2 separate regions of the Oryzias latipes genome follow, and region 2 is linked to region 1. The links are chromatin contacts, called in public Hi-C maps. All regions are on one chromosome and are shown on one strand. The core of a region is the stretch at or near the end of the contact, and the rest is flanking DNA. Distances in the headings are between cores, read along the strand shown. Region 1 holds the start of ncbp2 (nuclear cap-binding protein subunit 2). Region 2 holds the start of LOC101171819.

Region 1 (7,773 bases), core at 2,956-5,455:
AAATAATAATAAAGCTTTAAAAAAAAAGACCAGCAAAGTACTTCCGCCCATTGGAAAGAGTCTGTGGTTATTCCTTTAGTAAAACCTGAGAAAGATCCGAGCAGCCCAGAAAATTACAGGCCCATAGCACTCACATCAAATGTTGGTAAAATAATGGAAAGAATGATACAGTAAATGAGAGATTGTCTTATTACCTGGAAAGTAAAAATGTATTGTCCCAATATCAGAATGGTTTTAGGAAAGGTCGAGAGACCATGGACCCTGTAGTCTGTATAGCACTTGTGCTATCCTAGGCACTTTAACATTGGGAGTTGGGTCATCTGGACCCACTAGACAGTGCTCTGAACCTTTTTTCTTCAAGGATTTGTGATCCTCACTGGTATCCATGGATTACATGAAATCTTTCCACCTTTATCCACCTTTGTCATGGTAGGGAGACCACGTCAATGTACGGATGGGGTCATCTAAGATAGCACAAGGGGTAGAACCGGACATTAGGAAAGCCCAAGTAGATAAGGAATGTTTGGTTGCAGTATTTTTTTTATAAAGAAAAGGCCTATGACATGGTCTGGAAAGAGGGTTTATTGATAAAATTAGGTAATTTAGGACTTACTGGATGAATTTATAATTGGATTAAGGATTTTTATTTGATAGATATGTTCAAGTTAGAATAGGAAAGTCTTTTTCTAATAGATACGTAGTGGATAATGGAACCCCACAAGGAAGTGTGATTAGCCCTGTGCTGTTTTCAATTATGATTAATGATATCTTTAACTCCATTGGATGTGAATTTGGGAAAGCATTATTTGCAGATGACGGAGCATTGTGGAAGAGGGGAAGAATATCCATTATGTGAAGAGAGAGATACAAGACGCTATTACGGAGGTGGAAAACTGGTCCTATGATGGGGCTTCAAATTTTCAGTGGCTAAAACAAAATGCATGATTTTTACTATGAAACGTGAAAATGTTTTGAACTTAAAATTATATGGAGAAGTATTGGAGCAAGTGCAAAGTTTTAGGTATCTTGGAGTTATATTTGATACAAAATTGAAATGGAGAGAGGATATTGATAGTATAGTAGGGAGATGTAAGAAAGTCATAAATATTATGAGATGCTTGAAAGGCACTGGGTGGGGAGCTAGTGCACGGGCATTGAGACAAATATACGTTACAATGATTAGGTCAGTCACAAATTATGGAATTATTGTTTACAATTCGGCTTGCAAACTCTGTTACATAAGGTAGTGGTAATTCAAAATCAGGTGTTGAGAATATGTACTGGGGCTATGAGGTCAACTCCTGCTGTGTCATTACAAGTTGAAATGGGGGATCTGCCATTGAATCTCAGAGTAAGGCAACTGCTACTTCATTATTGGGTGAACATACAGGGTTGTGCAGATGAAAAGCACATGGTTAGGAGAACTATTGCTCCCTGTTGGGAAAGTGGTATTGGGAAACACGAAAGTGTTGCTTGGAAATTAGCTAGATTAGCGAGAGAAAACAAAAGATTCATGGTAAAACCCTAAAGAAGACGTTTTTGTTCCCGGCCACTCCTTTCTGGGTTTTTCCAACCAGGAAGATGGAGGGTAGCAAAGGGAAGCGACACTGGGATGAAATCACAGCAGACAGGTTAGACACATAACATGCCTTATTTATTTCCATATATACAGATGGATCTAAAGACCCAGAAACAAAGAGAACTGTTTTTTCTTTCTGTACCCCTACATTGGGAAAATGTGTCAGAATCAAGACGTCAAAGGATCTTTCAGTTTTTGCAGTTGAAATGTTGGCAATGTCATTTAGTTCAGAGATCACGGCATACTATCACGATTGAGGATGGGACACACTGCTCTAAATAATACATTACATTTGATAGGGAAACATCCAACTGGTTTCTGTGAGTGCGGGAAAGGCGAAGAATCAGTGGAGCACGTTTTGTGTCATTGCGAATTGTATAGGGAAGCAAGTAGACAGCTGGAGAATAGAGCACGGGTGCCAGAGGGTGAACGGCTGAATTTAAAGAAGCTTTTGGGAGGGGAAGAAAATTTTAATGGTGCAATTATAGTTTTTTTTTTTTTTTAGCAGAACCAGAATCAGGCAGTCCCCAACTCCGACCCATACTCCAATACAGTATGTGGCGGTAATGCACCCTGACGTTGGTGCCTCCCGCTATTTAAACTACAAGAAGAAGAAGAAGTACTTCCGCCCCCATTCGCGCATGCGCTTTCTAAACCATTCTGTTTTAGTCGGGGTTTTTTCCTCACCAAGTACTTCGTTAAATTTGAAAGTTGATTCTTTACTACAAATTTTCGCTTATCAACAATAAGTTATGCGGGCGCTGTGGTTAGTTGCGGTTGCGGCGCTGTCTCTGAGTCCCGCCGCAGTGAACGGAGCCGACAAGAAAAAGCTGCAGATTGGCATCAAGAAGCGCGTGGACAACTGCCCCATCAAGTCCCGAAAGGGAGACGTGCTGAACATGCACTACACCGGAAAACTGGAGGACGGCACCGAGTTCGACAGCAGCATTCCCCGCGACAGACCCTTCACCTTCACCCTGGGCACCGGGCAAGTGATCAAAGGCTGGGACCAGGGCCTGCTGGGGATGTGCGAGGGGGAAAAGAGGAAGCTGGTCATCCCCGCCGAGCTGGGCTACGGAGACCGGGGAGCTCCTCCGAAGATTCCCGGGGGAGCAACGCTCATCTTTGAGGTGGAGCTGCTCAGCATCGAGAGGAGATCTGAGCTTTGATGACGAGAAGGAAGGGAACTTTGACAGGATGTAGCAGGTGGGATTATTAGCTTGACTGTCTGGTGGTCTTTGATTACTCTTAGAACAATATTATAAGAAACCTGTGAGGTTTTTATTTATTTATTTGAACATGTTTGGTCCCACATCCATAACACTATAACACCTGTCATGTCTTCCACTGTTTTCATTTATTCTGGTTTTGTCTTCCGGTTCCAGGTGCTGCTGTTGCATTAAGGAGACCATGATGGAAACTGACATACAAGTCAAGACTTCTCAGCAGAACCACAACTCTTTATTATGAGCTGATCATGTTTTGGACTTGCTATGTAGCAAACTGTCAGCCAGCAGCTGGGTTCATCTTTTCTAAAGAACTGTCCTGCTTTTGAGCAACGTTATTCTTAATTTCTTATTTCTTTGATGCAAACTCTAATACATTTCTGATTTGTTTAGGTAGTTAAATTTACATTAAATCAATGAAAGTGAATCAGTGGAACAGATTAGGGGGGAACATTTGTGTTCACTTTGTTCCAAAAAATAAAATGCCACCCTGTGTTTAAATTGTTTCTTTTTTCTTTTTTTTTTTGCAATGTATTAATTTTTGAACTTTGAATGTTTAAATGTGTCAGAAGTCAAAAGCAAGAAACAGATGTGATAAATCTGTGCACAAGACTAAAAGTTTTCTCTTCTGGACAGTTAGTAGGCATTTTGCATATAGTAGAACTGTTAAAGTCAAGAAGGATGAGTAACAGTTTTAAATACTAACATTTATCTAATGTACATTTAAAAAAAATGTGAAAAAAGTAAGACAGAACAGAATAAACTGTTGTAATCAGGCTGCAGCCAATAGCATGGTTCCACGTTTCACATATAGTCTGCAGCTGGAGTATTGCAGTGCAATACTATGCAAAGATGGTGCAATTCTGTGTGCCCTTGAGATGGAATAGCTTTGCATAAAGGTTTCTGAATGAATCTCAGAAACTTTACAATATTTTCTAAAAGAGTAAAGAAAAACCTGTAAAGCAAATATCAATTCAGATTTAAAAGCTGGTGATTTTATTTTAAAGAAGAAAGATATCCAAACATTTGAAATATAAGGTTTTTACATTTTTGTAATTGGCAACATATACTAACCTAAAAATAGACTTTTGTAAGTGCCATCTTCATACAACAGAAAATACTTTTTTTTAAGTTCCTCGCCAATTTTTATGAGGCTTGAGCTTTTATTTATTTCAAACTTTGAACAAACGTGACAACTATAACCCAGGCAAAACTGAACAAAACGCCCAAAAGAAGAAAGCAATAAATCTATCAATAACAGGAAAAACAAAGTTAAAGATATTTCCTTTAATCACAAAGTTAAAAGCATGAGTAGAAAAAGAGCATCACCAATAACTCATCGTATTTAAAATTATGTTTCCAACAACAAAGACTGTCAGATGTCCAGGTCAAATATCCACCCGGAGTCAATAAACGAGCGCACAACCGGAACTGATACCTCTCACGCTAACACTGGTTAGCAGTTACGCGGCTTTTTGACCGTTTGCATCATAATGTCTGTTAAATTAAACGCTTTACACAGCGATTCTTACATTGAAGTTAGTCAGTATAGGGACCAACATTTTAAGGTAAGTGAGAAATGAACGTAGAAGTCATATGAGTTGTTTTAGACCCATCAAGCTAGCAAAACATGTGAAAACAAAAGCGCGGTTATGCTTCATTTTAAAATTAAATTGATTGCACCAATAATTTTGCTCCTTGTCAATCGCTTTAGTAAAGTTACAAAACAAACATGTTATTCTCTTAATTACACCGCGTTTTAATTGCTTGCATTGCTGTTTCTTAGTCCAAATTCAATATAAAAATAATAAAGCTTTTGCTACACTGAAACAATTATTTTTCTGTTTCGTTCGTTATTTTCGTTGTTTTGATGGATGCATAATTTTACTTTAATTCAAATCAAGCTTTAGAAGATATAGAACCTTTTATAAATGAATCTTAAAAATATTTAAAAATAAAAAAAGGGTGCTACGTGGACAACAAGAGGCAGCAGCACAAGAAGACCCAAGAAAATAAAATCTATAGTTAACATTTCGAATGGGCAATAAATTTATAGATTAGATTTATTTATTTTAACCTTCCACTTTTAAAATGCCTTACACAGGTTGATTTATAGCTTAAAGAAATAAAGGAGGTGAAATAAAAAGGTGTTGTATTTTTTTCGTGCCAAATGTCTATTAATTGTCAAGTGTTGACAATTTTTCATTGCTTGTTCGGTATTAGGGGAACCGTTATGAACAGGAGAAGCTGCTGAAACAGAGCAACACTTTGTATGTGGGGAATCTGTCCTTCTACACCACTGAGGAGCAGGTGAGATTCTTCAACTCTGCTTCAGACTGATGTGAAGTTATGATCTCCAGTCCTGGTAATGAAATAATTAGGTCAATTTTTTTTTTTTTTTTTTCACGTCTTAAGTCTTTTTTTTTTAAAATTAATTTCTTTCCTTTGGTGACTTTTTAACAGGTTCATGAGTTGTTTGCTAAATGCGGAGATGTTAAGAGGATCATCATCGGCCTTGATAAAGTCAAAAAAACTGCCTGTGGCTTCTGCTTTGTAGAGTATCCTTTTGAACAACCAGACATGGATGATTTATCTTCTATGCAAAGGTAAAAATGTACATTTTGTGATTCCATCTCCCTAAATAACATATGACTTACATTATTTGATAAATATTTTTGTCATCTTTTAAATAATTAAGACCTCATGATTTGTGTTGTGGCAGTTACTTTTCTTCATCATTTTGGCAAAGCTCCATAGGTATCTACATTTACACCATTTAGGCTCTAATGAGTTTGTAAAACACACAGCGAGTATAGTAATTTAAACCTTAACTACAGTTATAGTAGGTATTCTGTTAATGTTCACTCTAAAGTGTTTTTGCTTGTGGTTACAGAGTACAAACTTAGTTTTATTACATACCTTAGAACTGTTTAAATGTAGAAATTGTTTTGCATGAAATCTATCAAACTTATTAAGAAGCCGACAGTAACATCCCAGTGCAGCCCAAGCCGACTGAAGCTTTTGTTAGAAAGGATTTAACTGCTGGCGTGCCAGATATTACACACGAGGAGATGCAGAAAACGCCATGCGCTTCGTTAATGGCACACGGCTGGATGATCGCATCATCAGGACAGATTGGGATGCTGGCTTCAAAGAGGGCCGGCAGTACGGGCGAGGAAAGTCTGGAGGACAGGTGAGATATGGTTAAAGTGTCTGTGAAAAGTCCAAAAGTGTTTGTTGATGCAGTTTGCGTCACAAAGTACATACGTCTATGAAAATGTTTGATTGTTGTCTCTGTTTTTGTGTAGGTGAGAGATGAGTACAGGCAGGACTACGATCCTGCCAGAGGAGGCTATGGGAAGCTGGCGCAGCAACAGCGGAGCACAGAAGCTCGCAATACTTTTTAGACCAAGTCTGAGTGTTTTGATTGGACTTCATACAGGACTGAATTTATTCCCTGATGATCAACAAAAAGCAGGCAGTGTCCAAAGAGATCTAGGACTTGGAGATGAACAGAGAAGGAATAAATCTTCTATGAATACCATTTATTTCAATCTGATATCATCAGTCAAATCCATTTGAAATAGAATGTTGTTGTTTTTCTTAACAATTGAGACATTTTGTTTAGGTGTAGTGAATGTGCATTACTGGGGTGGAGCTTTTATTAACTCTTTTTTTTGTCACCAGTTAGTTACAAAACTATTTTCTAAAATTGTTTTATGATTCTTTTTGAGTGCAGTTAACATTTTCTCTAAATTGAAAAACCTGCAGCATCTCACTCCTATTTCTCTTATTTGGAATTAAAGAAATATAAAGGGTCATACCAGACTTTTTTGTTCAGTAGATAATAAATTATCCAGTGAATTATTTTGAAGAAATGTTTTTTTTCTGTTTCCTTTTTTATTTTTTACCCTTCTGATTGCAATTCTCTAACAAAGTTATAGCTTTGTTTAATTGGGTGGGTTTTTTGTGTTTGTTTTTCTCTTGTGGTAAGAATTCAAAATGTTAAATTTATTTTGTCTCTGTAGACTTTTTATACAATAAACACATTTAATTAAACTGTCAGTTTTATTTGTAAAGCTTTTGATCATACAAAATGGATAATAAATGAAAAAATTCATTGAATATTATAATCCACGTAATGAATTTTATAAAGGTCTGAAAACAGTATGCTATTAACATTACTTAAATATTTGCTGCAATCTCCTTTATGTAAATGAGGATGCATCATTTAAGTCTATGCTAAAAGAAATTTTGCTTTTTTTGATGATTTTCTTTTTAAGAGAAGTTGACTTTTTACAATTTTCTTAAAGCTGTTGTTAGTTCTCCTGTTTTTCACATGGATTAACCTTTAAAAAAGTCATCCTACCTAACATTTAGTTATAGTTTTCTTCACACCAACCATGTGCCAAAAGTTCCATTTTTGTTTTCCCCTCTAATAAAGGTAAGCTCAGGATGATTTTATAACTCTTGTGTTATCCTATCGGGTCAAGATGACCATTGACGTGTTCTCCCTACCGTGATAAAGGTGGAAAGATTTCATGTAATCCATGGACACCAGTGAAGATCACAAATCATTGAAGAAAAAAGGTTCAGCGCACTGTCTAGTGGGTCTAGATGACCCAACTCCCAATGTTAAAGTGCCTAGGATAGCAAAAGGGTTAAGTAGTAAACTGATACTTGGTTAAAAACTGAACACAAGGTGGCAGGAGCGTAGCAAAAGTTTCTCCACCATATTTGCTAGAGCCACAGTCCCAGTTTCTATTTGGATTTCATATTGTCAATGAAGAACGATAATCTCTCTGGATCAGGGTTGGATTGCTTACTTGCTTTTATTGTTTGAAAAAAAATACTTTATACTTGTTCCAATATCTCTCAGCATCAGTAGTACATTTCACAATTAGAGAAGAATATGAGACAAATTTGGTTATTTACCTATTTTTCTAGATTTAAAGTAGCTTTAATAAG
Region 2 (7,773 bases), core at 3,831-6,330, 140 kb after region 1:
TGATATTGCAGTAATAAATCAACGAGCTAAATATAATTTCAAGAAATATGACGCCTGGATTCATCGCTTTCTCCAACAGTCTGAAGTGACCCTGATTTTCAGCAAAGTTTTGACCTGCAGACAACTTGACCTCAACTTTCAGCACCGCTGATATCAGCTGAAGAAGGATACGTACATTAATATAATGTCTGCAGACATAACATCGAAGAGAACTATAAACTCTGTTTAAACCCAGAAGAACGGCTGTTAATCAGCAGAAGAAGGAATACCAATCTTGGTCATTCAAAAGAAAATGGACCCTTTTTATTTTATTTTATTTCACAGCATTAACTTATAATAAAATAAAATAAAAAATCATAAAAAAATGCTTAATCAATTATTAAAAATGGTTAAATTGATTGATTTCTAATGATATTACTTCACTTGCTCAAAAAACTGTAAAATTGATTCATGATTTTTCATAATGTAATTTTGCACATATTTTAACTTTTGATACTTGAGCATTTATTGCTATGAAGATTTTTGTAACAGTGTTATGTCTATTTTACCGATATAGCATTAATTTTTAATCATATAAATGACTTTTATAAGTAAAATAATCTGCATATATTTTGAATAAATGATCTGCATTTGCCATGTTGATTTCTAAAATAGTTATTTTTACATAATAATTAAGTAGTTCATCTTTGTCATGTGCTTTATTGATACCAAATGATTCTTAATTTTGTATGATAAAAGTTATGAACCGGAGAATGATAAATCATGTAATAAAATGGTCACGGTATAACGGGGTGGGATTATATAAATTTGCTTCCTTCCACTCCCTTTCAAGCAATATTTATTAATATGTCTAATTATCCTAAGTTTGATAGGTCATTGTATGAATGTATAACTGATGATTGTAATGTTTTTGTGTATTATTCTTATTTGATTGCTTGAAATAAACCATTTCAAATCAAATCAAATCAAACTACCTCTAAGTTGAGGAAAGTTCTCCAGTATGTTGAGAAGCAGAAGGGCAACCAGCCCCTGACTGTTTGGAGGAAGTTCCCACAAACGTGCTCTCTAAACACAAAACATCATCATTAAACAGAATGATGCTGTCATCAAAACAGAAGTCCAACAAATCTCTTTGCTGACCTTGTACTCTGTGCTAATCGGGGTGGTAACCTCACTGTTGTGGCTACGGAGGTCATCCAAGGTCATGACTCCTCCATCTTTACTGATAACATCAACGATGGCTTTGGCCACTCTGCCCTGGTAAAACCCTGGTTTTCCATGTTCACCGAGCTCCTGTTGATGCAAGAGTTTATATTATAGCCAGATGTTATCAAGAACTATCATAATAAACTGCAAAAACAATCTTTAAACTACAGCAGTCATTTATGAGGGATTTCCCAGATTCAAGCAGCTGAACTGAGTTTCCTCTGCATAGTTATTGGGCTCCCCCTTAGAGCTAGTTGAGGAGTTCGGTCACCCTGAAGTCGGATGCCTTCCTGGAGAGGTATTACAGGCATGTCCTACTGGGAGGAGGGACCCTGGACACTGGGAGTACTATGTCTTCCTGCTGGCCTGGGTGCGCCTTCACAGAACTGAAGGAAGTTTCTGTGAAGAGGAAGTGTCAGGGCATATTTACTGAGACTGCTGCCCCCATGACTCGGCTCCAGATGAGCGCGAGAAGGATGGATGAATGGTTGGATTTGTGTTTTGCTTGTGCAATTTCATTGACATTTCTGAGAGGCTTGCGTGTGGGTTTACATTTACTAAACGTTATCAAGTGACTCATACATGGGTGTGAATGCATAGTTAAGGAAATGACTTTATGTAATCGCTGAAGAATGACCAAGTGTTATGAAGCTGAGGTCATTGCCATTGTTTCTGCAGTTTTATGAACATGACCGTGTGTGCACGTGTGTGTGACTGTGTATGGAGGGCCGTCTTGAGGGATTTCCTGCAGTTCTCCATTTCGAACAGCAGAGAAATTTCAGAAAAAGAAATAATCAATCAATTTTACAGTGGTGAGAGAAGCACACAAAAACCCACTTGGACACACACATTGACTCAGCCATGGTTTTACTGAACCATCACAGACAGGAAGAGTTGGAATAAAACTAGTTAAAGACCTAGCAATAGTGACATGTTTACTGGCCGTCGTGTTAGACTTTTTAAGAAAAAACGACATGCTTTATAAATAGTACAGTATTTTCCAGATTGGCTGCACGGTGGTTAGCACAGCAAGAAGGCCCCTGGTTCAAATCCTGGCTGGGGGACCTGAAACAGAACATCAATGGGGGACCTTTCTGTGTGGAGTTTGCATGTTCACCCTGTGCATGCGTGGGTTCTCTCCGGGGACTCCGGCTTCCTCCCACTGTCTAAATTGTCCATAGATGTGAATGTGAGAGTGCATGGGTTTAAGATTGTGGCCCTGCGACAGACTGGCGACCTGTCCAGGGTGTTCCCTGCCTTCGCCCGTGACCCCGAAAGGTAATAAATGGATTAGAACTAGAAAAAACGTTGCATGTTTTACCGTTGGGTTTAGCCTGACACACCTGACTCAGCTCATCAACTCTACAGAGACCTGAGAATGAGTCACATGTATTTCAGCCAGGTTTGTTAGATAAGGACTACAAATAAAACATCCGGGACAGGGTTACTTCAGGAGCAGGCTTGGGAAACACCGGTCTGTGCAACCACTGCAAATGTGAAAGATGATGACATAGCTGACAAGCAATTCATTTTAATGGTTGAGAATAACCTGCTTTTTAAATCACCATAAATGATTTTTTTTAAAACACAGCAGGTAATTAAAAGTATATTGGTTAAATACGTTATTAATTTATTTTTTGCAAATAAATAAAAAAAGGCTGAGATAAATGATGGAAGCCTCCGAGGATGCACTTGCCAAATTTACAAGCCAATACAGTGGTTTGGAGACTTATTATTTAAAAAGTAAATGTATAGTAAATTTAAGGAAAATATCTTGGTAATGTTATTCTTAGCTTGAGTGTTCGTCAACTTTAGTATGTAAAACAATTTGCCAAAAAAAAGCTGACTTTGCAAGTTAAATAATGATGTACTTTAATGGATAAATCCAGTCTCCAAACACTAAATCAAGGTTTTAAGTAGTATCTGAGAAAAAAAGTCATTAAAATTAATTCAATGCTCCTAATATCATGACATCTTATATTTACCTCATTCTTTTTTCTTATTTTTAAAGATTTACCTTGAGAGTTCTAGCCAGAGCTGGGTTTTTGAATACTTGTCCACTTTTAGGTGCATGACCGTCAATTAGTAAGTCATCTCCGAGTTTCTTCCCAGCATCCCTCAGAGCAGCCACATTGTCCGCCCAGTGGTGAGCTGTAACCTCAGCAACAGGAAACCCCAGCTCTGCCAGCTCCACTGCTCCACTTAGGATCTCTTGCAAGGACAGCTACAGAAGGAAACAGAGGAAACACATGTCAATTACAGGAAACGCCAATGAGCTGGATGGGAGAATCACTGTGTCACGGGAAATTAGGACATGTTTTAAAAGAGTTTAAAACTTTCTACAAGCACAAAAAAGTACTTTATTTATTTGTAAGAATTCCAAAACATTACAAAAAAAAGATTTAAAAATTCATGTACAATGGGGCAAATAAAGCTAATATGATTATTGTGCAGGTAGAGGATTAAAAACAGAAAAGTTCAGTGAAGTGGATTACCCAGAAAATAATTCACATGAAAGAAAATCTGCTAGACATAGTTTTACTGGCAAAAATAAAAACAAATAGTAAATCTATAGAATGGTAAGAATTAAATGAACTAATTTTTTTTAATTAACTGACAAAAACATTACATCGCTGTACAGTTAAAGAGAGTGTCCTCTCTGGAGAGACTACATCTCTCTGCTGGCCTGGGAACGCCTTTTGGGTCCCCGCAGAGGAACTGGAGGATGTGGCCGAGGAGAACAAAGTCTGGGCATCTATGCTTAGACTGCTGCCCCTGTGACCCGGTCCCGGATGGAAAATTTTCTTAACTCAACTGCACTTGTAAACATTTATACTGAATAAACCTTTGTTTTGCCAAAAACTAAAATAAATGATCCACTAAAAGAAAAATAGATGTGAACAAAGAAGAAACACAAACAGGCCAACCTTTTGGCTTCCAAATAACTCTTTGGTGTCACACCAGCATGCAGCGGCACCTGGTACCGTAACATTCAAAGCATCAAACACAGAGGGAGGAGATTCTGTAGAGAAGCCACGACTTTCCATGAAGTCCAGAGTCTGAGCGCGAGCTGTTCGGCCACTGCGTACACAGAGAAAGGCTTGGATAAGAGTTCTGCAAGAACAGGTGTAGCATGAGTGACAGGGGGGTGTCCACCTGCCATTGATCCCTTGAATTTCTCCAGTGTCTGCGCTGTAGAACAAGCAGAAAGCATCACCACCGAGGCCAGTGCTGCAGGGCTCAGTTACTGCAAGGGCTGCTGCTATGGCAACTGCAGCATCTGCAGCATTGCCACCACGCTTTAGGATATCTGCACACAAAAACACACAAATGACTGAAGTCAAATATCACACAGACAGCAATAATATAGTATAAACACCTCTTTCAGTTATTCTACTATATAGGAAATAATTTGAGCCAAATAGGTCCTTATTGAATTGAAATACGCGGAAAATTAAATAATATTTGTGTATTTTTTAGTTTCATCTAAATATCATATAAAAAAAACTTTTCTATAAATAATTAACCATCTAGTGTACTTCAAACAATAAGGTTTAAATGTAAAAGTAAAATGGTTTTAAAAGGGTAATTGTTGTTGGTGACGACTGGACATTTGTTGAACTTTGCCTTTGCAAGTTTCCATGGTTACTTTGACTCACCCAGTCCCACCGTCGAGGCTAAAGGTTGGCTGGTTGCTACACAGCCGTGTAAACAGACCACCGGGGAGCGACGAGAGTTGAAAGTAAACTCGGTGTCCATTCCGCTGTAACAAAAAGTAAAACGTGGAAGTAAAACAGCAAAATGACGGGGAAAACGACTCAGTTCGCTGTAGACTTTCAACTCTGATCGATTAATCTGGTATGGATTTTCTGGATTGGCCCAGATTCATATTTCTAGGCCAATCACTGACAGCCCTCAGGGAAAAAAAGTAGATCACAGAAAACATCGATCAGCCAATTTTCAGCCACAGATCCATGTGTAAGAAAAATCTATGAAAACAGCTTTATTAAATAATAAAGAATAAAAAGAAAGAAAGAAAGAAAGAAATAAACTCCATTCGATAAGGGATATTGTAATACCTACTTTCTTGGTTGCAGTTGATGAAAATGTTGAATAAAAATATTACATCTCCTATAAAAACAGCTCATGGCACCGTTTTAAAAAAAATCTTTCCATTGATTTTACCTCAGCTGAGCATTAATAAGTATTTTTTGTCAACCATAATTCAACATGAATTTAAGTAAATGGTAGGTGTAACGATTAACCGACTTAATCAATTTATATTCCTACATTCCAACCAGTTCAATCTGTCTGAGGCAAGCTGTTAATCGAATTGAGCTGTACTATTCTAAAATCATATTATATTGATCTTGGAAAATGCCATTTGGATTTTTGCATTTTGCAAAGACATGTCACCATACAGTGTGGTAAAATGATCTAATAATGTTCCATTTGTATAATTTTGATGTGGAAAAACAACATTGTGCAGAACTTTATGAAACTAAAATTTGAACGGATTTTCCATTAATTCTTGTATGTTTGTACACATATATAATTTACAGTTGATTGTGTCTTGCAAGAAATACAAGGAATCTGGAAAACTTCACCAGCACTGTTCAGTAAGTAATTATCTCTGAGTCACACTCCTAAATACACTGTCCTGGATCAATCTTAGCTCATTGAATCGGATCGAATTGGATTGTTAAAAATTAATTGTATCAATTGTATCATCAATTGTATCATCTACAAATGTATGATATAAATTGAATCAATGTTAAAAATAATTGTAGAGGGGTTCTGGCTGCCGCTGCTGCTGCGGCGGGGGTCTTGGTGTGGGGATGGCTGGGCACTCTCCCTCCTTCTTTTCACATTCCATCATCTACTTCAGAAGAACATAAACACTCACTCGACCACAGGTGTTAGCTCACCTTTGTACAAATACTTTGGGTGATTGAATGAAATATTTCAAACTAGCTGGTTTGAAGGCATAGGTATGCGTGTGTGAACATTATTTGTGTTGTGTACATGTTGACAAGTGGACGTTTTTGGAGCCAACAGGTGTGTTTATACCATTTGAGTGTGTGTGTGGACAGGCCCCGCCCTTATAGACTTGTATTACATCTGAACCTCACTGTAATGATTATAACCATCCAGCAACTTGTTGCTTTATGTTGCTTCATGCTTTTACCCCCCCTTCTATAATCACCCTCATATCCCCCCCTCTCTAACATCAATCTCTCTTCTTCCCTTCTTTCCCTTTACGTCCGGTCCAACACCAAAGGTTTTCAAATATGATCAAAATGAATTAAGTTTGGCCTTGATTACAAAAGGTTCAGACATACCTCTAGTTTGTCAGAAGATTCATAACCCCAGTTGTTAAAGTAAAATATGTCCAACACAAGAGGCCTTCAGCTTTCATCTGTACGCCCAGCTGTTGGAAAGGAAAAGTTAAAATAATAATAATAATAATAGTTACACCCCTACTAAATAGTTTGAAAGCTTTTTAAGATTTTGAGTTTAAAATTTTTAACTTTAAAATAACACAACGATAAACATATTCAGAAACGTGCAGTGAGTGTCACAAAGAAAAAACGTTTTTAGAATACTTTGTAAAACCAGATGTTTTTGATGGACTCTTTAATTATCAGTCAAATTTTGATAAGCTAACTATTTACTTGGCTGATTACTTTCAAATGGAGATTGTGATAATTGGTTTTTGACTGTACAATGTGCTCACTTTTGCCACATTTTTCAGCACATTTTTGTGTTTTGTACATACAGTACCTGTCCAATTGAGTTTTTTTATTTTTCATTTTTTAGAGCTTTTCATTTTATCGTGACCTGGCTGACTGAGAATCTACACTGACATACCTGTCCAATAGTCTTTCCTCTGACATACAACATCTTTGGTCGGGGTACCCCAGCTACAAAGACCCTGCTTATCGACCAGCTGCCTGTCTCTTCCTTGTCTGTTGCCATTTGCACTAAATCCATGGTAGAACATTAACCTTTGTGGCCACTGTCCCTTCACTGTTGTGTCTTTGTGAGCACACAGCAATATATTCCTTCATTAATGGCTCTTTGTGTGTTTTACATGTAGTCATAAGAGCATGTCTGTGTGTTTGCACTTTGTGTGGATGTGGGAGATCTTGCCATATACAGCTGGCTGATGTAACAGAGGAACTATTAGCTCACTTAGAGCAAGGCGGAGGAAGTATAAAAGCTTGAATTGGGCAGTGTCCATCCTCAGATACAGTACAGGTGAACCACACACCATCCTTCAGATATATGGAAGTCTTTTAAAGTGGCGGTCAGAGGTAAAATCATAGGACTCAACCAACTTCACCTGGAATAGAAAACCGTGGACGTGCTCATATCTGAAAGTCCAGACTGCAAAAAGACCAGTTTTTTTTGAAGATCAGCAGCTGTTACTTCAGAGGCAGTCAAAAAATTAAATTTAGGATGTGTTCTGGAGGATTTGCCAAATGTCTAGGCATCAGCCTGCTCCCTTTGGCAATTGTGTGCGTGTTGTGCAACATTCTGCTTTTCTTCCCGGATGGAAAGATC

Evidence for each region. Hi-C and Micro-C count contacts between places; a contact is called where the count stands out from the background.
Region 2: a contact with region 1 is called in a Hi-C map of embryo, with 2.9 times the contacts expected there. The contact joins the promoter of LOC101171819 here to the promoter of ncbp2 in region 1. A contact is called at or near these places in 2 of 5 Hi-C or Micro-C datasets (embryo and fibroblasts).

What each region holds. Positions count from the first base shown.
Region 1 is chr4:17,991,153-17,998,925 of ASM223467v1, forward strand. ncbp2 (nuclear cap-binding protein subunit 2) reads left to right here and starts at 4,206. Exons shown (of 5, transcript XM_004068041.4): 1 at 4,206-4,373; 2 at 5,029-5,115; 3 at 5,269-5,363; 4 at 5,860-5,998; 5 at 6,114-6,867. The coding sequence starts at 4,299. The coding sequence ends at 6,212. It overlaps fkbp2 (peptidyl-prolyl cis-trans isomerase FKBP2), which reads left to right and starts at 2,199. Exons shown (of 2, transcript XM_004068040.4): 1 at 2,199-2,785; 2 at 2,965-3,306. The coding sequence starts at 2,332. The coding sequence ends at 2,748.
Region 2 is chr4:18,134,567-18,142,339 of ASM223467v1, forward strand. It overlaps LOC101171819, which reads right to left and starts at 5,081. Exons shown (of 12, transcript XM_023954351.1): 1 at 4,866-5,081; 2 at 4,363-4,516; 3 at 4,134-4,287; 4 at 3,224-3,430; 5 at 1,141-1,293; 6 at 975-1,065. The coding sequence starts at 4,965. It overlaps tm4sf4 (transmembrane 4 L6 family member 4), which reads left to right and starts at 7,435. Exons shown (of 5, transcript XM_004068043.4): 1 at 7,435-7,773. The coding sequence starts at 7,669.